5 separate regions of the Gossypium hirsutum genome follow, and all the other regions are linked to region 3. Evidence: chromatin contacts called from public Hi-C data. All regions are on one chromosome and are shown on one strand. Each heading gives the region's core, a stretch centred on a gene start, on an enhancer-like site or on the middle of the called end of the contact. The rest is flanking DNA. Distances are from core to core; before and after follow the strand shown.

Region 1 (4,264 bases), core at 1,356-3,855, 170 kb before region 3:
TTGGAAGGAAAAAAATTCAAATCCTAAAAATAAATCCACTTATCAGAATTAGAATGTCTACGCCAATCCAATAAAGAAGCTCTAAGAAAGAACCAAGAGGACACAAGGAAAAATCTGACAAAGGCTTTGCCCAAACTGAGGTCCAATCTAGCCCTCCATGCCCAAGTTATTACGAGCCCTTTAAATATGATCACGGTGGACTTTAACTATCTTTAGAAGGTTTCTACCAAATCCCTGAACTTCAATGTTTAAAATCTTAAGGGAGAAAATTAGGAAAAATTCCAGAGGGAATGGAAGCAATCAACCAACTTCTTCATTCCCACTGTGCTCGAAATAGAGGAGGATGAGGAGAACTTAGAAGGTTCAATGGATCTGAAAGAAGTTTCTTGAGAACACCTCCATACAGAATAAGCTTTAACCAAACCAACTAACCGGTCAACTAAAAGAGGAAACTAAGGATTTTTCTACTTTTCTTTTATTTAAATCTCTTTATTCAGTTTGTAAGATCTTCTTGTCAATGAAATTATTATTTTCCCTTCTCAACTGTCTTTCTTACCCTATTATTAACAGTATACTAAAGTAATCACCACGTAAAATTCTTTAACATACCTAAACGACTCAGCCAGGTCTGGTGTATTATGCATATATGGCTGACTCTCACTTAACTTTCAAAAGATCGGCTAAACCAAAAGATTTGATACCAATTAACTTGTAACACCCTATACCAGACCTAATTTAATATATTCAAATATAAGATGTCACAATACTTACATACTTAGAAAATTTTTACAATCTACCAAAGCCATACTGAATGTACCTCTAATATTTATAAAATTCTTTCTAAGATAATAGGTTTGAATAATACATTTATCGTTTGTCACAAACTTTCAAAGGTAAAATAAAACCTTACAACAAAGTGTTTTATAGACATATTCGTAGTGTATATTACTATTTTTCATTTGAAAACATATTCCATGAATGTCCCTCTGTATGCATAATATTGCCCTCAGTCTACCACCATGGTGCAACCCTGGCTTGGTCCCTCCCAACGCATTGGTTCAATCCTCAGACCTGCATACCAAAAGATGCATATAACTTCAAAGGAACTTAATAGGTCTCGCTCATTATTACCTTTTTACAGGATCGTAGAATCATTCGACTCAAGGGTTTGGGTTCTTTCTTAGACCTTAGCGAATACTTTTTTAATTCCTAGTTAGCGGATAGCTATGTTCCAACCTTTACACTTAACCACCTTTTACACATTTTTCCCACAATTTCCTCCAATCAGTAGTTGTACACTCCCTTGTAATATTATCCTTATGCCCTACCATAATGTTATGAGCTAAGCATTCATATCCTGGTTTGACCGAGTACTCTCTATTATTGTTAAGAGCCCACACCCTTTTATCCATTCAACTAAAAATAGATAATGATCTTGATCTACATGTATTTACAATCACTTGACCATATAACCTCGCTAATCTATTCTCATCCCATTCCTCACTCTTGTTTGCCATCAACTTAGTCAAATTAACGCAATTGTTCAAACCAATGACTATAATATCATCTTTTTCATGTATATGTCCACTTGAAATGATCAACTAATGTCCACTTCTTATTTTTCAGTCCATCCATTGTTTACACAAATGTCTACCATGAATAATGTCTTTTCAAACCCAAGAGTCAAAACTTTTACTTGTAGCATTATCAAACCCAATCGTTAAACAATACTTCTTAAGCATAGTATTATGAACTAGCCAGTTGTCTCCATTATAAATTCTCCAGGCCGATTTAGTTAAAAGAGTTTGATTCATTAATGTAGTTTTTCAAATGCTTAATCCCCCTTCAAATTTTAGCTTGCATAGCCAATCCCAGCTTTTCATATGAATCTTTCTTTTGTCAAACTCATCGTTCCAGTGAAAGCTTTATATAATTTTATCATTCTAATCAGATACTTTGACCGGAGCTTTAAAACATAAGAGATAATATAAAGGTATATTACTTAATATATATGGATTTGATAAGAGTGAGCTTACCTCTTACTGATAAAAGATTAGCTTTCTAACCTTAAAACATGCTTTGTAATCTATCCATAAGAGGATAGAAAAAAATTAACTCTTAGACTTCATTTTATAAAGTGGGAAGTCAAGTACTTATCTTTTATTTGAAATTTAAAAAAAAAAATGATTCATAGTTAAAATATTGTTATAAATAGTTTAAATGTTTTTCTAATCTAAATGTATCAAATGTTATTATAAGTATATTTTTTTTTTGAATAATTTTATCCAATCATATTTGTTTTTTTTTAGATAATACTTAGAATTATCCATAAACATTTTCTAACTCATAAATAGTAAGATAATATATTTTAACATATTAAAACTCATGTATTTCTGTATTGACAATAATATTTATATTAATCGAATTAAAATTCGGCATTATGATATTTCGACAGATTAGGGATGGTGATATGTTATAAAAAAAAACAGACGAAATTATAGCAAATTTTAAAAGTTGTCCATTTCATGGTTATTATTACTATTATTTGGTCAGACTCGTTTTCATCCGTTTACAAAAGATACGATCTCAGTGTTCCAGATACTTCCCAATTGCGAAACGCCAGCAAATGCGTAAGGAAGACCCAACACAGCCGCGCATATTAGCTTAACACGTGTTAAAATGCATGTACCGCCTCGTATCCTACGCTACCCGTTCCTCCTATGTATATAACTAAATTAAAACCTCGACTACTTTGCTTATGTTTTTTTATTTTTGCCCCTTTATGTTAATCGCTCCTCAGGAAGAATATTCCCTCCCCTGTAAGAGAAAATACCCATCAATTCCTCAGGTAAAAACAAAATTCCATCAATTTTCTCAATCTGGGTCTTTTTTCTCATCCTTATTTTTTCATTTTAAACCTTAATTTGCGTGTAAAAATTTGTTCAATTCTGCTATAAATTGAGTTTTTTTTTTTCAATGTAAATAGCGATCTGGGTGCTGAAATTTAGTTGTTAAATTGACAACCTTGATTCAACAAACTTCAATTTTGAAGTCAGATATTTGTTTGGGAATTTTAAAAAAGGAAAAGATTGTGTTTGTGATTGTGATTGTGAGTGTGATCATGAAAATCTTTTGCTTTAGAAAGTGATTAAAAGTTTTTCTTTTTCTCTTTTTTATTTAATGTTATAGTGCAACACAGAAGAGGGAGAAAATATGGTGAATGTGACTGTTATATGGAGAGGAAACAAGTATATGGTGGAAATGGATTCTGGTGCAAATCTCAAGGAGCTAGGCGATGAGCTGCAGAAGTTGACTGATGTTAAGCCCGATACTATGCGCCTCATTGTTCCCCAATTGTCGGGCAAAGGCTCGCGAATGCTTCACCCTTTCTCAGATGACCATTCATGCTTAAGTTTGCAAGAGGCTTCAGTTTTCATGGTAGTGTATATATCCATTACAAGGTTTATTGTTTAATGCTAAGTACAATAAGCTTCCTTTCACTCCAACGAGAGGCAATTGGTGAATATGCTAATAGTCTAATCCCTATGAGTCACAATTTATGTTCAGTTGAAAATTGGTTTTTGAGTTTCAAAAGCCTGAGCATGTCTTTTCAGTTAGAAAGCAACTTGTTTGTGTTGTTTTGTTCATATTTCTTAGCCACGGGCGTAATTGTCTTTGGTTGAAATTTTTCTCAAGAATGGTTTGGAGGATTATTGCTAAAGAGGTTGAAGTAATTAAAAGGAAGTGATATATGGGCATGTTTAACTGGATTTTTCACACTTGTTTAACATTCTATGCCAAATTATGGTACTTTGTTTCATCTAATTTCAGGGAAAATCTGTCAGGATGATGGGGGTACCAGAGGATGAAGTTGACCGAGTTATACAAAACTCGAAGGTAGACATGAGAATAATTGGATTCAGTGAAGAGGAAAGGAGACTGAGGCAGCGAATGTCAGATGGGCCCTCCAATGTTCCAATAAGACTTCCTCAAGGACCTTATATCTTTTGTGATTTTCGCACTCTTCATATTCCAGGAGTAGAGGTACCTCTGACTTCATTATCATTGACAATATGAATCTAAATAAAGAATAATGGAAAAAGAAAGGCCATTGATGCAATTTTTGTTTCTCAAGATTCACTTGGACTATATTGATAATTAAAATTTTACACGAAAAAAAATGCACATTTATTAGTATTGAGGGTTATTGGGATAGGAGGGTTGTTGGTAACACAAAAACTATTGTTATATCTTCATGGTTGGT
Region 2 (4,066 bases), core at 210-2,709, 220 kb after region 3:
ATGCATAAACTGCGAATGAACTTTCAGGACATCTAGAAATTCGCAAAACTAGAAGCTTCAACTCTGAACGAAATATTAAAACCTAATTTCGCAATAATTGAATCAGCCTTATTCCCACTAATTCGTGTTTCAAAAAAAGTCACAATGTCTAGACAAAACTTTTCCCTATACTTTTTCAAAAAATTATGAAAGCAAAGGTGTCCACACCCTTGGCAGTTCCAGAAAAATAGACGAAAATTAAAAGACACCATTAAAAGATGGAGAAATGTGAGAATGGTACCAAGGATTTCAAAACGATTCAACATCCATCAGAGTTTCATCCTCTGAACCTTGCACCCCATCTATCTCTCCTGACATTGTCGTAATCTCTCTAGAAGTATGACTTAACCCCTAGATTATGCCATCCATGGCTAGAGCAACCGGAAGAGATGAGAGGTCATCATTTGAAATATTAATTGGCTCTTGACATGTGTTCTCGCCTGATCTTTCACTGTTCACGTCGAGTGGGTATTGGCCAAAATTCTCCCCCATGTTTCATTTAGGTTCAAGGGTAAAGGGATGATTCATTTCTTTGTTTGCAGTAGTATTTCCTGACTTAGCCAAAAATTTAATCGCCACATTTTTCCTACTGTTCAAATCTGAGCCCACTATTTGAAATTGAATTGGATTTAGATCATTGTCTAGGATTTTTGGGCCCATCTGTGATCCATCATCAAAAGGATAAACATTTTGTCCGAAAGAGGATGCACGTTTTTTGTTGGAAGGCTTAAGAATGTTTAGGTCTTCATTTTGTTTGGAAAACCTACCGAAGCTTCCTCTCTTACCATATCTTCTATGCCCGCATCTTGTGCTCCTAATTTTCAGCTTTCATCAATGCCAACTAATCCATAAGATTGCTTTTTTTTCCTCTCTATGATTAACATTGAGGGACCCGAATCTAGAACCACAAACCACACCACCATCTATGTCGTTGTTGGGGTTCGCCATCAATCAAGGCTTCCTCCTCTGTTTGCATTCAACAAGCATCCCAGGACCAAACTGCTCATCCTCAACTTCTTTTTGCATCTCAGAACCCCGTATTTGTGACTGGTTGTTTTTTTTCTCCGAGGCAACACCTTGACCAGATTTGTGCGAAGAAAACTCTTAGTTGTGCCCAAATCTCCCGCAATGAAAGAAACCATAGGTAAGGATTCATACTCGAAACATTGAGTTTTCCCATCGATTTGTGTGGACAAAACTCTCGGTTATGCCCAAATCTTCCGCAATCGAAGCAAACCATAGGTAAGGATTCATACTCGACACATTGAGTTTTCCCATCGTTTTTAACTTTTGAGACTAGAGGCTTTCCCAAGTCAACGTAGACCGTAAGTCTAGAAAATTTCCCTCTAGAGCTATTATCTATATTATGGTCGATCTTCACCACCAGGCCGATTACACTTCCAATAAAATGTAGCAAACTTTTGGTGCACATACCCCTTGGCAATCCCAGTAACATGATTGTCCAAGCCCAAATATGCCCAGGTCCAAATAAATAAACACTAAAAAGAATAAAACAATAAACAAGCCCAAACATCAAACCCACCCCACTGGCCTAAAACACACACAAAAAAACAAACGACAGAAACCCTAAAACAGCCTCCAACACAGTCCCCAACCGCCGCACGTCTAGGAACCGGACTCCGCGCACGTGCGCCTTTTCCACGACCTCCGTACCTGTGAGAAAAGCGGATCCAACACCAGTATACAGCGCAACAATAACAGAAAATAATGATTCTTTTTGTATTTTTTGGTATTTTTTTTTTATTTTTTATTTCGGTTATATAAACCGATTGTAAAAAAGAAAAAAGAGGGGGATTTTTTTTTGATACGAATGAAGAGAAATAAAAGATAGAAAAGTGGAGAGGTAGTTGATTTTTTTTGTTTGTTTTATTTTTATTATTTATTTATTTATTACCAGAAAATAAAAAAAAGGGGGAAGAAACTTATTTACTTTGCCGCGTTTGGCGCCGTCTGGAGGCCGAGGTTCGTCGTTTCCAAGGACAAACGACACTATTTTTTGGCAGGGGAGTCGAAAAAAACTAAAAAAAATTGATTTTTTGGCCATCGTGGACGGCAGCGCCGTCGCCAGCGACCGGCAGCCGCCACGGTGGACCGGCGTCGGAGTAATGGCTGGATTCTGGGGAATTGAGAGAGAGTGGAGAGGTTTTTTAAGTTTTTTTTAAAAAACAATGGTTGAAATGAATTTTTTAAAATTTTTTGGGCTTAAATACCTATATTAAAACGGTGTCGTTTTGAGTTTTAAGTTCAGTGGCCGAAACGACGCCATTTTGGCATTAGTCCCTTCCTTACCCGCGTGTCAACCCGACCGAAGGAAGGATCTGCGTGTTTTGTTCTAGAAACTAAACCTCATATAGTGAGCTTTAGGAACTTGCCCTAGGTAGAACTATACCAAACCCTAGTGGACTCTTGAATAAGTGCTTTTATTATTTCATGTTCGTGTTGAATTATGTCTTTATGCATGATACTAACTTGGGTTTATTTTGCTTTGGCTGCATGGCATTTTGACTGCATGACATTTCATTATAGAAAAGAGGTGTTGATTCATGTTCGGTTGTTAAATAGAGAGCTTGTCACGGAAAACGAATTTCTTGATAAGGTGGAAGGTAATACGGTTGTCCGAGTATAGTCTAAGAAAACGTGACACGAAAGGTGTAATAGTCTAACAAGAGGAGTATATGACTTTGCTGCGTTGCATGAGGATTCAAGTTGACAAAGATTATTCAAGAGTCATTAAACGTCTCAACCTCTTAAAGAAGCTAATGAACATGAGTGAGAACGGAGTTAAGACCTAGATCAAACAAAAAAGGAGCTAAAATTTGCGAGATGCATCTTAATATCCAAATGATCGATGTCTTCGCTTAGAGTACAAGGGCGAAGCCGTATATATCAACTTTATGTAAAGAGATTTGCTTTCTAGTGAAGCTGTTCTAGTAAAGAATTGAACCAGAATCAACGTCTCTTTTTGCATTCATTTTATGCATTTGCATTACATTACATCATATGCATCAAAGACTATTAAAAGATCCTAACCAACCAACTAACCAAACACCGTTACTGCACTCGAGCAAAAAAACTAAGGACATGGATCAGAGATTGGAAAAGCTGGAACAGTACCAGAAGGAAATGCAAGACCGACTTCAGCTACAACTACAGGAGTGGTTAGATTAAATTCAACAGGATATGTCAAAAAAGATGGTGGAATCCCAAAAAGATATGATGGCTAAGTTGACCCAACTGTTGACTGGGGAAAGTGATAAGGGAAAGGGCCCTATGGCTAATGTCAAAGAGGGAAACGATGATGAACCCCTCTATCCTCCAGGCTTTACTCCTCCACATGTGCGAACCCAAGCTGAAGTATACCCGCACAAATCTTCTGTCACAATCAGGCCTCAGCAGTTTTAGGCCGGTGCTTCAAACTTCCAGGATGGATCGAGCTCTAACCCCGAAAATAAGCCTACTAACTCTGTCATTCCTGACTTTGATGAAGTGGCTGAAAAAGAAAGAATAAAAGAAGAATTGCCAAAACAGTTGGAGGAAAGGTGAGAATGGCTCGAGGAGAGGTTTAAGGCAATGGAAATCACTGAAAACTATCATGGGATTGACACTAAATATCTGAGCTTAGTCCCGGATTTGGTACTCCCTCACAAGTTTAAAATGCCAGAATTTGAAAAGTACAATGGAACTAGTTGCCCTAAAGCTCATATCACCATGTTTTGCAGGCGGATGGCTGGATATGTTAATAATGACCAGTTGTTAATACATTGTTTCCAGGATAGCCTTACAAGGGCAGCATCTAAATGGTACAATCAATTGGGTCGTACCATGATTGGTTCATAAAGGGATTTAGCGCAAGCGTTCATGAAACAATATAGTCATGTAACAGATATAGTTCTTGATAGAATCACCCTTCAAAATATGGAAAAGAAGTCGAACGAAAGTTTTAGGCAATATGCACAAAGGTGGAGGGAAGTTACTGTCTAAGTTCAGCCACCGCTATTGGAAAGAG
Region 3 (4,278 bases), core at 253-2,752:
TGTATTTGAGTTAGTATTTCAGTGAATGCATGCTCAACATTTGTAGATTCAAGGGCAGATGTTTCCATAAAGAAGCGCGTACACGTGGGCGCGACTTATTTGGTTACTTTTTTCTCCAAAACCCTAAAACCCCTAAAATCTTAAAACCTACAAGTCAGGAAATTGCAGCCACGTCAGCGCGCTTTGCTGACGTGGTAGCAAATCGCGTCCACAAGGGGGCGATTTGTTGCCACGTCTGCAAAGCGCGCTGACGTGACCGCGATTTCCTGGCACGTCCCCTGACATCGCGCTGACGTGGACGCGATTTGCCGGAAAATGGTCCATTCTGGTAAATAATAAAATACCGAGCCTATTTCGATAAATTTATAAAAAAAATTAAACTTTTATTGGTAAATGGCCCACAAAAATGATCAGGTTAAATAAAAACACATGACGTATCATGTTCTTATTAACTAGTATAGTGTTTAGGGGTAAAATAAGACCAAATTATGGCTTAGATATTTGTTTTGACCAAAATTATTTTAGATGCCTAAGTAAGAAAAAGTATGGTTTGAGGACCAATTTCATGATTAACCTTTTTAAGAGAAAAACTTCCCTCTTCTGTTTAACTTATAAAAAAAAAGAAATTATATAAATCAAAACAAATTATCCCTTCTTTTTAGGTTATCAAGGAAAAAAACCCCTTCTTTGCGACTGTTGCTCTTATTTTGAAACATTAATTTCTTAACTACTAAAATAACTATTTTTCATAAATTTTGTATATTTTTATTATTTATCACCGCAGAATGTTCCTCAAATTAATTCTGAATAAATTAGCAGAGTGTCTTAATTTTTATTATATTATATTATATTAATATTTTTTATCTTACATTTAAACTTATAAACGGCAGGGGTATATTAGTCCATTAAAAAGATTTGAATGCTAAAGTCTAAACCTACCCACCGCATGCGCATCATGTCTTATCAAATTCAAAGCTTTGTTAACGTTGGGGCAATGGTTTAATTTTACGGAAAGGTTAAAATATGCTCTTGGTCCCTATACTATCCAAAAATTATGGATTTAGTCTAAATACTTTAATCTGGTTATTTTACTAGTTATATTTTTCAAATTTTAAAATTTTTAACCTTGATCAAATGATTGCTATTAAATTTATTAAGTTAAATTTTGTTATTTCTAAAATTTTATGTGATAAACATATTATCACGGGTAATAATATGTCATCTTGATATTTTTACATATTACTCATAAAAAATAAATTAATAAATTAAATTAGAAAATATAAACTAAAATACTATTTTAGAAATTTTAAAAATAAAAGAATACAGAAAGTAAAAATGATGAATTCAAAAAGCATATAGACTAACATTCATTATTATAGAATATATGGATTAAATTTGCAACTTAATAGTAGAGTTTAGAAAAATAATAATAAATATTAATAAATAATAACAAAATTCCAAATTTTTATTTATACCTTTTTTTCAAGTGTAAACTGTAAACAATTTCTTCTCTCTTTGTTAATAAGAGATCAGTTGGAGTAATTTTTGGTATTGAGAAAGAGGAATTTTCTATATATGTAAATTTTCAAGCTTTGATTTTTACCCTCCACTAAATTCTGCTTCTTTTATACCCTAGTAACATCTTTTGTTTCTTTGGGTCATCCCTTCCCTTTGTCAATTACAATAGAAAAAAAAGGAAAGAATTTCACTCCCTTTCTCAGAAGATTTTGTTGAGCAAAAAATCTGTATTCTTTTAAGGCTTTCATTATTCTGGGTTTTTTTTTATAAATATTTTTTATATTATATTATATATTATTGAAAAGGATCTTCCATAGTCATGTTGATCCAAATGTGAGAGCTTTTCTCCGTGTCTTGCTTGTAACTCATCCTCTTATTATTTTCTTTAAATAAAACCCATTTTCAAGACTCAGCCTTTGTTCAAATTTCCAAGCTGCAAGCTTGAAAAGATTGACACTTTCATGGTTCAAAGCTTGTAGCTCCCTCTCATTCTTTGACAAAGCCCTTGTTAACCTTTTTCTTCTTTTCTCTTGATCTATCAAGGACGGGAAAAAAATGTTTGGTACCCAAAGTAAAAGAGACCTTGCTTTGGAATTGCAAGCACAATTTCCAATTTTAAGGCCAAGCATCCATGCAAGAAGAGCTAATCTTACAGTGAAATTCCAAGACCTTTATGGGTTTACTGTTGAAGGTAATGTGGATGATGTTAATGTGCTGAATGAGGTAAGAGAAAAGGTAAGGCAACAAGGGCGAGTTTGGTGGGCACTTGAAGCAAGCAAAGGAGCCAATTGGTATTTACAACCACAAGTTTCTTCATTATCGGAAGGAATTGTGTTGAAATCTTCACTCAAATTGGCAGCTTTGGCTAATTCTATTACATTGAAGAGGCTTATTAGGAAAGGTATTCCCCCTGTACTTAGGCCTAAGGCTTGGTTTTCGCTATCCGGTGCCGCCAAGAAGAAGTCTACGGTGCCTGAAAGTTATTACAATGATTTGACAAAGGCGGTAGATGGTAAAGTAACACCTGCTACAAGGCAGATTGATCATGTAAGTTCTTGCATTAAGTCTTTTTTTTATATATATATATATTTAACTTCTGATTGAGTCTTTGTTTTGATTGACGTCTTATTCATTTGATGTTTGTAAAGATTCTTTCTAGAGATAGGGTTAATTTTTGCATAATGAATTTGGAAACGAAAATTCATATCTGATGATTGACCTACATGCAAAGGATGATTGCATTGGTTAGTATTGGGGTTTTGACATTAGAAGGTTTTGACCTGTTGAGAAAAGATCTCTTTTCTAATGAAATTTCAACAGGATGGAATAAAAAACATTTACTGTTGACAAATGCAGAATAAGAAGTTATATCAAATACCAAAGGTTATATTGAGTTTGATCTTTTATTGGAAGCATCTTAACAATTTCAGCTTTCCTTATTTTTCAGCAATAATTGTGTATAAGCTAATATACCAACTATGTTATATGCTTGAACTAAGATTTACAAAATGCACTTGATAATCTATTTGCTGTGTCATCTGAACTGATAGAATCAGAAATAGAAGAACTAACAATTGTATCTTCTAAAAGTACTTGTGAAAATTACAATGAATGTGATGGTCTGACATCGAATTGTTGATTGGTATAACCTAGAATTGTGACTTTTGAGAAATTTGGTTTGAGCCTTTCTCTTAAATACTTGCAGGACCTTCCACGAACCTTCCCTGGCCATCCATGGTTGGATACTCCAGAGGGCCATGCTGCTCTCCGGCGTGTGCTTGTGGGGTATTCTTTTCGTGATTCTGATGTAGGTTACTGTCAGGTGAGCTTATCAACAGTAGCACTTGTCTTACAGCATTTTGTCAGCCTCTAGTACTATAGGCATAGAAAGGACAGAATGTGCTACAATTACATCCTGCACTTCTTTTTTTTTTGTGTGTGTGTGTAAAGAATACACCCTTTTCTGGTTTGCCATTTTTCCTTTGAAGGGTTTCTTTACCTTTTGGTGGGTCAGCTGGGGTGAATCATGTATGTCTATGCCTATCGGTCTGTTTTTCAGTCTATGATGAACATGATCATACTCTCTTTTTGTGGTGTCTATATGAAGAATGTTATATGATTGTGGCAACGAAATTAGACCAGTTTCTTGGTTCCTTCTTTCCTTTACTCTTTACCGTATCCATCATATAGGAGTAAAATTGAGGTGCATTTCTCCTCATGGATAATTTATCGGGGTCTCTAAAATTTATTTGTTCTTGGTTTAGGGCTTAAACTATGTTGCTGCATTGCTATTGCTTGTTATGAAAACGGAGGAAGATGCATTTTGGATGCTTGCCGTCCTCCTCGAGAATGTTTTAGTTAATGATTGCTATACAAATAACTTATCTGGATGCCATGTTGAGCAAAGGGTTTTTAAAGATTTGCTTACTAAGAAGTGCCCAAGGTATTTGGTTGAGGATTGCACTGTTTTATATTTATTTTAAATAAATCTGTTTTGGCTATATGTTAAAGCTGAGTTTTATCTTTACTAAAAATTGGAGGAAAAAAAAATGCAGGATTGCTGCTCATTTAGAAGCATTGGAGTTTGATGTCTCCCTCGTTGCGACAGAGTGGTTCCTGTGCCTCTTTTCTAAAAGCTTACCTTCGGAGGTTTGAACAATATTTCATTACCATTTCTGTCCTGCTGGCATCTCCCATCAAATGTCAATTCTATTTGAGGTTGCTTTCTGACTATCTTAATTTTTTTTCTCCTTATTGGGC
Region 4 (4,187 bases), core at 1,485-3,984, 150 kb before region 3:
CTACATCAAAATAATTCTAGATAATACAAATTTAAAGTTAGAAATAAATATAGATAAAGTTTACACATCACTTAATAAGATAAAATTCAAATCTAAAATTTTAAAGTGTCAAAATCTAAAATTTGAATCCAAGTTATTGTTCATTAGTTGAGTATTTACTTTCCCAAGAAATTATTTGGTTTGGAATTGCAAAAGTGTTACTTATTGTGATGTGTGGTGATAATGATTTGTTGTTATCAATAGTGCGTGAGAAGAAAAAGAATTGCAAACACATTTAGAGGCCTTTTAACTTTTTTTCATTCTATGGTGTATTCAATGTTGTTTGGTTGGATTGGAAAATGGTTAGGGTATCAGTTCGGAGACGGCTTTGAACCGATTAAATTGATAACTGATACAAATTAGTTAAATTGACGATTGAATCGAATTTTTTTGAAACTTTTAGTAATTTTTAATAATTTTTATTTGGACTACTTGAATCAGCTGAACCAATTGGACCAATAAATCGATGATTTGATCGATTCAACCACCGGTCTGTTGGAAAATGTGCCCGTATTGTAGTAAACATGTAACTGTTTTTATTTATTTATTTGAATGATGAATAAATAAAGTTAATTTCACATTTCACTATTATGTCTTTTGTATTTATGTCTTTTATATTTTGCATGCATAGCGAAATTATGACAAGCAAATATTAGCTTATTGATTGTCTAAGTTCAAACTGAAGATAAGTGACATTGTAAGGATGTTTACATTACGAGAAAGACAACTTACTTCAGCAGATAATCTGAATGAGTCCGTAATCTCATAAAAGAATCAAAGTGAGCATTTGATTCAAGTATTGAGAAGGATCATTATGTTGTCTACAATTCCAATTGGGGAGATGACTAGTCTTGGCAATCGGAGCAGTTGCCTCCACGAGTAGAAACATTGGACTGGACCCAAGATGAATTAATTCGGAATCCGTTTGTGAATTAATTCACTTGTGATGTTCATGGTGTGATTTACCTAAATCCCGAGTTAGTCACTGACCATGTGTATGCAACTCATGTGATTTGATATAAGTGGAGACTTATGCTCTAAAGATGATCGAACCCATAGCCGGTATGTTGGGTACATGGCTTGTGTGTGCATTGGCTTTACTAGAAACAGTGGAATTCATAGCTCAATTAAAGAGTTAATGATATTCTCTCATTGACATTATGTGGAATGATAAATATGGAATGTGGCCACAGGTTGCTTGTTCTCGAACGAGCAATTTATCATAGTCATTTGTTGACGGTGATCATATTAATCATTAAAAAGACACAATGGTGACAATGAGATAAAATAAGATTGTATTGAGTGAACGGGTTTAACTCAAAGGAATCAAAGATATCATATGAGGGTAACACAATCATGAAGAGGTCATTGGATAAAACAGTTGGATGAATTATTTTCGTAAAGAGTATACAATAAGAAGTTTTCAATCTTGGTACTTTTTGTGGACTGACTCCATGATTAAATAATTGCAAATTATTGGACGATGCTTCGGAACATAATTGCAATTATTAGAGCCTAATTGTATATGTCCGGTTGGTCCCTTCACTAGCTCAACAAAAGCTCGATCGGACTATCTTAGAATTAGAAGAAAATTCTACTACTTTGGAAATAATTTAATTGAGTTGATTTATTCAATGTAAAATTAAATTAGGTGGTCTTCAGAATTATTCAATTAGAGAATTTGATTGAAAAATTTTCTTGAAAAATTAATTTGGAAAATCTAAGTGATTTTTGGATAAATTAATTTTGATCAAGTAAAGTTAAATTAATCAAATTAATTAAAATTAATATGATATTTTTGGAAATTAATTTTCAAGTCAGATAATTGGCCCAATGAATAATTGAACTTGAAAATTAGACCTGAGATCGTAAATTGGGCATGAGATCGTAAATTGGATCTGGGAACCCAAAATCGAGACTAAGACCCAAAAAATGGTCGAACTGGGTCCGACATGTGAAACAGGACCGACGGTCCAACAAAATGCTAGACCGGGCCGGTCGGGTTGTCATTGACCTGTACCAAACCGACAATAATCGAATCGGCTCGGGTGTCGTAAGGGTGTTGCACTTGTATCACCGGACACAACGGTTGATTTTCGGTGGTGGAGTAGTGGAAGAGTTCCACTACTATTGGAACTCTACTAGAGAATTTGATTTAAGATTAGCTGTTCCAAAAATAATATTATTTTGATAGTTTAATATTAAATTAAATTTAATACTTATCTTAATAGTATTTTATTAATTTAATATTAAAGTAGTTATCTTAATATTAAATTTTTAATACATTCTATTATTTTAATAAGATTTAATATTAAAGTAATTAAGTTTAATCATAGTTAAACTCTTTAAACTCTCCCTGTAAAAGAGAACATTGGGTTATTATTTTAGAAAATTTTTAAAGATATTTCTCTAATTTACAATTTGACCCGAAAGTTTAGAGAAATAGCAAAATTACCCTACAGATAATTTTTGTGAAAATTTTTTTGATTCGAAGTGAGCCCACACTCGAACTTGAGGATAGCGAAGAAGACTACTTGGTCGAAGCATTCATCCTAGACAAATCGAAAATGTACAATTTTGATTAAGTGTTTATTATTTTAGATATCACAATCAAGATCTTATTTTGAAAAAAAATTAAAGTTTTATTTTTGTCTAAATTTATTTTCCCCTCTATCTTTCAAATCCATTTTTTTCTAACACAATCTAATTTTAAAAACATTGATAATATTCATGGATGGGCAAGAAGAAAACCCATGTCATAGATTTAGAGGGATAGAGAGAGAGACGCACAAAACTCGGGCGGGCTCAAATCAATTACCCAAGCCCAAGTTTTGAGTCTTGAACGTGATAGCCATATGTTAGCGGAATTCTTAAGCTAGGGTTTGGACTTTTTGGAATTTGTAGACAAAGAATCAAATTCCTTTCTCACAATTTCTATTTATCTTCTTCTTCTTCTTCTCTTTAGTCTTTTACGCTGCTGCCAGAAAGGTATTCATGTATTTTCTCTTTTTTTTGCTTCAAAATTTCATTAATCAATTGCAGTAATTTGATCTTGAATTTTCCTTTTTGTTGCTTTCTGAAAGTTTATCATTTAACGGTTGTGTCATGATGATTGAGTTTCTGTTTAATTTCTTGATTATATGTGAGTTTATCAAGTCTGATTCCAACTCCTAACTTTTCATAAGTTTTATATTTACTGGATTAATTTTCCCTAATTCCCTTTTTTTGTTTATCTCCTATTAAATAGAATATACAATTTCCCCCAATTTTTAGTGACCAACCTCGTTTAATTTTTATCATGATGTCAGAATTATTAAAATATCTCGTTTGTTTCGAGCATGATATGTTGATGTCAATATCTTCCATTGTGATGATGTTGTGCTTTTTGGCGCTTGTAAAATGACTTGTTTTTTTTTTCTTTTTGGGCTTTTGGCACAGTATAGCTAGAAGAAACCATGCCGAAGAACAAGGGAAAGGGAGGAAAGAACAGGAAGAGAGGAAAGAATGAAGCTGACGATGAGAAGCGTGAACTTGTGTTCAAGGAAGACGGGCAAGAGTATGCCCAAGTGCTTCGTATGCTAGGCAATGGCCGGTGTGAAGCCATGTGCATAGATGGTACTAAGCGCCTTTGCCATATCCGAGGAAAGATGCACAAGAAGGTTTGGATTGCAGCTGGTGATATAATTCTTGTCGGGCTTCGCGACTATCAGGATGACAAGGCTGATGTGATCCTTAAGTACATGCCCGATGAAGCAAGGCTCTTAAAGGCATACGGTGAGCTTCCAGAGAACACTCGTCTTAATGAAGGTATTGTCGATGAGGAAGATGAAGGAGGTGCAGATGATTACATTGAGTTCGAAGACGAAGATATCGATAAAATATAGGGTTATGGAGCTGGTTTTGTTTGAATGATTTGCTTGAATGTTGGAAGAGAGATATGGTGGATGCTGTTTAGAAGGCTACAATATGTGTGATTTCTCCCGTAAGGTATTTATATGTGCTGAATGTGTCAACTATTAGATATATGTTGTTACTTTTACTGAAACCTTGTTCCATATCTCAAATTTACTTTTGACAGAAATGATGAAAGTTTAAGCTTATTATGAGCTGTTTGATACAAATGTAAATGTTTTAAATGTGTGTTTGAT
Region 5 (3,823 bases), core at 143-2,642, 210 kb before region 3:
TTGAATATGCAAATTGTTTTAATTGAATTGTAGCATATTTGGATTGAATTCTTATATTGATTATTGCTTATGTTGTGACTAGAAATATGAAAATCATCACTGATCGTAATTGTTCAGCGTAAGGTTTGTTTTATCTATGCACAGGTATAGTAGATTCCAGATAGATTGAGCAGTTGATCCAACATCTAGCTAGCAATCTGCGACTCAGCAAAGTTTGTAAAGTTCTCTTTTGATTAGTATATGGTATGTACATAGGGTTTAAGCAGGTTTTGTATCGAAAATGGTTGAATTTAAAACTTAGTTGCTTGATGTTGTTTTGAAGTATCATTTTGGCATATTTTAGCTTGAATGTAGTTAGCGTATTATTGTTTTTGTTGTAATTGAAATGTAAAGTATTATTATAGGTCTCGTCACATCGCAACGAGAAGTAGCTCAGGATTCACGTTGCGACAATGTGTACTCGAGGTCACGACAAGATTTACTTAGTATGTTACGTCGTGACGAGGAATCCTCGACATCACGATTTCAACCTGAGATTTTGAAATATTTATGATTTGGTCCTAATTCGATCTCAGGTTAACATTAAAGCTTTCGTAAGCTTGAAGACTCAGAAAGGTTTGTAAATCACATCATATTCATGAATAGCTCGTAACTAAATGTGCATTGGTATAAATTGATTCTATTTGACTGTAGTTGCTCTGGCAACGAATGTGAAATCTTGTAGCTCAGACCCGACGATTGAGTCGGGTATGAAGTGTTACACTATATATAATATTTTAGCTTCTACTTTAAGTAAAGAGGATAGAATAAAATTTTAACATTTTAATAATATTCATAAAATTTAATTTAATTTAAAAATATGTTATAGGAAAAATAAATTTAAAAAAGTTTATAAAATAATAAGCAGAAAGGAGAAAGGCAAGAAGGCAAAAGTTTGTCAGGAAAAGTTATTGTAAAATTTATATATGTTATCTTTTTTCTTTTCTTGCCATATGTTATCTTTTTGGTTCATGTAGAAGAAAACATGTTAGTAAAGAAATGCAAATGGTGCTTTCAAAATGAAGCTTATGAGAATCAACATCCATCTTCATAACCATAAACTAATTTAGTCAAGTTAGCTTTATTATTATTATTATTATTTTTATGTAATATATTAAATGATTAAAAATTAAATAAATTATTTTTAAGTATTGATTAAAAGATAAAATTAATTAGAAATCATTTGATTAGAAAATAATTTTAAAAAATAGAAACTAAAACCACTGATATTCCTAGTAAAAATAGAAGATATGGAATTAATATCCAAAATTAATAATATTAACCAGGCCATTTATGTGAGTCCATGTTTGCATCAGACATGGGCCTTTGTTGTCTCGAAACTGTTGGGTCCTTTACATTGCTCTCTTGTTTTCTTCGAACTGCAAACTAAACTGCGGAAGAGTGTTGCAGCAACTGCACTAGACGACTCTTGCTTCCATCACATTTCCTTTTCAACTGTTCTCATAGAAATACTATACCGAAGATATCGATGTGGTTGGCAGCGATTCGATGTGTGAATATATTTAAGAATAGCATTTGTTGGAAGACCCCATTGAGGAGATATTTATGGGTTTCAAGCAAATCCTTAATAGACAGAGCCGCCAGTGAAGGGGAGTTGAGAGTGTTCATTGTTGCAGGAGAGGTTAGTGGAGATTCCATTGCCTCTCGTCTTATGGCTTCCTTAAACAAGATTTCCCCTCTTCCTATCCGCTTCTCGGGTGTAGGCGGGTATGCTTTTTAACTATATATCATTGCCTTTGTATTTTTAGCATTAGCTAGGTGAATTTTGAGTATGGGTTTTATTTATTTTTGCTGAAAAAGAGTAACAAAAATAAGTAAAAAGGAAAGGGCATACGTGAAAGAACTCAGGAAAGCTATTTCCATTCTTTATATCATCTATCTGTTTCAGTAGATTAAAAAAAGGTGGGCGGGGGGGGGGCGGGGGAGATTTATGTCCATATGTGTTGCAACTAGGCAACTTGGCAGAATCAATTTGATGTTAGTTATCTGAACTCTCATGGGGTTCTTTCTAAAGTATTTTCTCTGTGTATATAATAAGGTCCAGGATGTCCAATCAAGGCATGAAATCCTTGTTCCCAATGGAGAATATTGCGGTAATGGGAATCTGGGAATTATTACCACACTTCTATAATTTCAGAGTGAGTAGTTTGGAACCAAGGTGATTGAACCTTTACCATAAAAGTTTGCACTACCAACAACTGTTGGTTAAGGCACATTGCACTTCCAAAGGGAGAACTCAGGTTCGAATCTCAGAGATGACTTTGTTGGGAGAGGCAGCCATGAATCCTGAAAAGATTAGTCTTCGTGGACCATAAAATGAACCTGGAGGATTCCTTGAAAAAAAAAAAAAAAAACTTTGCACTAAACTACTGATGGACCATTTGTATTTGATGAAATGTCAGGTAAAATTGAAGGAAACTGTGGAGGCTGCATTACAGTTCCAGCCTCACGTGGTTGTGACGGTGGACTCCAAGGGATTTTCTTTCCGTCTACTTAAGCAGTTACGGGGTAATATCACCAATTTGTTGGAGTTAGGATCAATTTTTTGTGTATTTGCATATTGTCTGTGCAATATTATGTGCCGGAACATAAGGAATGTTTATTTTTTGCAGCTAGATACAACCAACAAAGGTCAGATAGACCAGTACTCTTTCATTATGTTGCACCATCATTCTGGGCATGGAAAGGAGGTGAAGCAAGACTCAAAGGCCTATCTAAATTTGTGGATTATGTGTTCTGTATACTTCCCAATGAGGAAGCAGGTTGTAAATTAAATGGATTGAATGCAACTTTTGTTGGTCACCCCATTCTGGAAGATGTTTTAGAGTTGAACATGGTATGAATTCACATTCCGCTGTCGTGGTATATATTGGTATCATTTTATCTTCTTGTATAAATTGTTATAGTATGGGATTGTTCTGTTTCCTAAAACTTAATAGGGAGTTCAAGTTTCAATACTTATGATTTTGCTTTCTCCAAAAGTTTTTTGCAAGAGTACATATGTTCCTATTGGCACATGTATGTATGGTTATTTTAGCATTAACAAAGGAGAAATATGTATGCTTAGGGAAAGGAAACTGCATTGCATGAGTGGAAGATAACCGGAAATGGTGAAGATTTTCGAAAAAAATATGCCATAGCTTCAGGTAATGTGGAGATAACCTAGTAAAGTTCTAGGAAGTTGGCAGTTTTTGTTTTTTTTTTTTTAATTTCTCTTTTATAGTTTAACCTTGAGTCTATAATTAGAGAAATTTTCAGTACCTCTAAGAGTGGAGATTGCTCCATTATTTAAGATTCACTCTTACAAGTTCAAGTTGTTTTCTGCTTTATATTTATCATCAGTATGAGCCCTTTACTCTGGACTTTTGGTTTCCGTATGTTGTCTTTTACCCTTAATCAGTTTAATGATTATAACATCTATGGTCCAACTTTCAGGCTTTTTTTTTTCTTCTCTTTTTCTGATAATCATTCTATGGTAGTTCTTTTCTTGAAGTTGTTGGGATCAATCAAAACCTGCATTTTTTTTTAAAATCAATGAATGTATTAGAATTTAGAAACTGCTTTTGTTCATTTCTTTTTGTGTGCATGTGTATATTTGTTTGCTTATTTGTAGTGTGTACGGCTGTGAGGCACACTTGCTTAACTATAATCTATTTCTGTTCTTAAATTTTAAATAATTACTTGAAATTTATAAAGGAGCAACGGTAATTACCTTGCTACCTGGAAGCAGATTACAAGAGGTCACTAGAATGCTTCCCATCTT

The links. Hi-C and Micro-C count contacts between places; a contact is called where the count stands out from the background.
Region 1: a Hi-C map of hypocotyl shows a contact between it and region 3, with 5 times the contacts expected there. The contact joins the promoter of LOC107955046 here to the promoter of LOC107955042 in region 3. A contact is called at or near these places in 13 of 34 Hi-C or Micro-C datasets (anther, callus, fibers and 3 more).
Region 2: a Hi-C map of leaf shows a contact between it and region 3, with 2.6 times the contacts expected there. The contact joins the enhancer-like site here to the promoter of LOC107955042 in region 3. A contact is called at or near these places in 7 of 34 Hi-C or Micro-C datasets (callus, hypocotyl, leaf and 1 more).
Region 4: a Hi-C map of leaf shows a contact between it and region 3, with 4 times the contacts expected there. The contact joins the promoter of LOC107955045 here to the promoter of LOC107955042 in region 3. A contact is called at or near these places in 21 of 34 Hi-C or Micro-C datasets (anther, callus, fibers and 4 more).
Region 5: a contact with region 3 is called in a Hi-C map of leaf, with 2.9 times the contacts expected there. The contact joins the promoter of LOC107955723 here to the promoter of LOC107955042 in region 3. A contact is called at or near these places in 2 of 34 Hi-C or Micro-C datasets (both in leaf).

Annotation. Positions count from the first base shown.
Region 1 is chrD07:51,151,432-51,155,695 of Gossypium_hirsutum_v2.1, forward strand. LOC107955046 reads left to right here and starts at 2,606. Exons shown (of 11, transcript XM_016890755.2): 1 at 2,606-2,848; 2 at 3,190-3,438; 3 at 3,832-4,044. The coding sequence starts at 2,759.
Region 2 is chrD07:51,545,137-51,549,202 of Gossypium_hirsutum_v2.1, forward strand. No RefSeq gene overlaps it. Among protein-coding and RNA genes, the nearest start is that of LOC107956810, 18 kb to the right of the region's middle. Within about 2 kb of position 1,460, at least 9 of the 9 cell types and tissues checked have an H3K27ac peak or open chromatin away from gene starts, as enhancers often do. A contact at or near this core is called in hypocotyl and leaf, where this site is marked.
Region 3 is chrD07:51,323,957-51,328,234 of Gossypium_hirsutum_v2.1, forward strand. LOC107955042 (TBC1 domain family member 2B) reads left to right here and starts at 1,503. Exons shown (of 7, transcript XM_016890750.2): 1 at 1,503-2,565; 2 at 3,224-3,340; 3 at 3,783-3,961; 4 at 4,074-4,167. The coding sequence starts at 2,074.
Region 4 is chrD07:51,170,134-51,174,320 of Gossypium_hirsutum_v2.1, forward strand. LOC107955045 (eukaryotic translation initiation factor 1A) reads left to right here and starts at 2,735. Exons shown (of 2, transcript XM_016890754.2): 1 at 2,735-3,027; 2 at 3,483-4,160. The coding sequence starts at 3,495. The coding sequence ends at 3,923.
Region 5 is chrD07:51,109,730-51,113,552 of Gossypium_hirsutum_v2.1, forward strand. LOC107955723 (probable lipid-A-disaccharide synthase, mitochondrial) reads left to right here and starts at 1,393. Exons shown (of 9, transcript XM_041097798.1): 1 at 1,393-1,767; 2 at 2,099-2,153; 3 at 2,463-2,568; 4 at 2,673-2,896; 5 at 3,128-3,206; 6 at 3,757-3,823. The coding sequence starts at 1,529.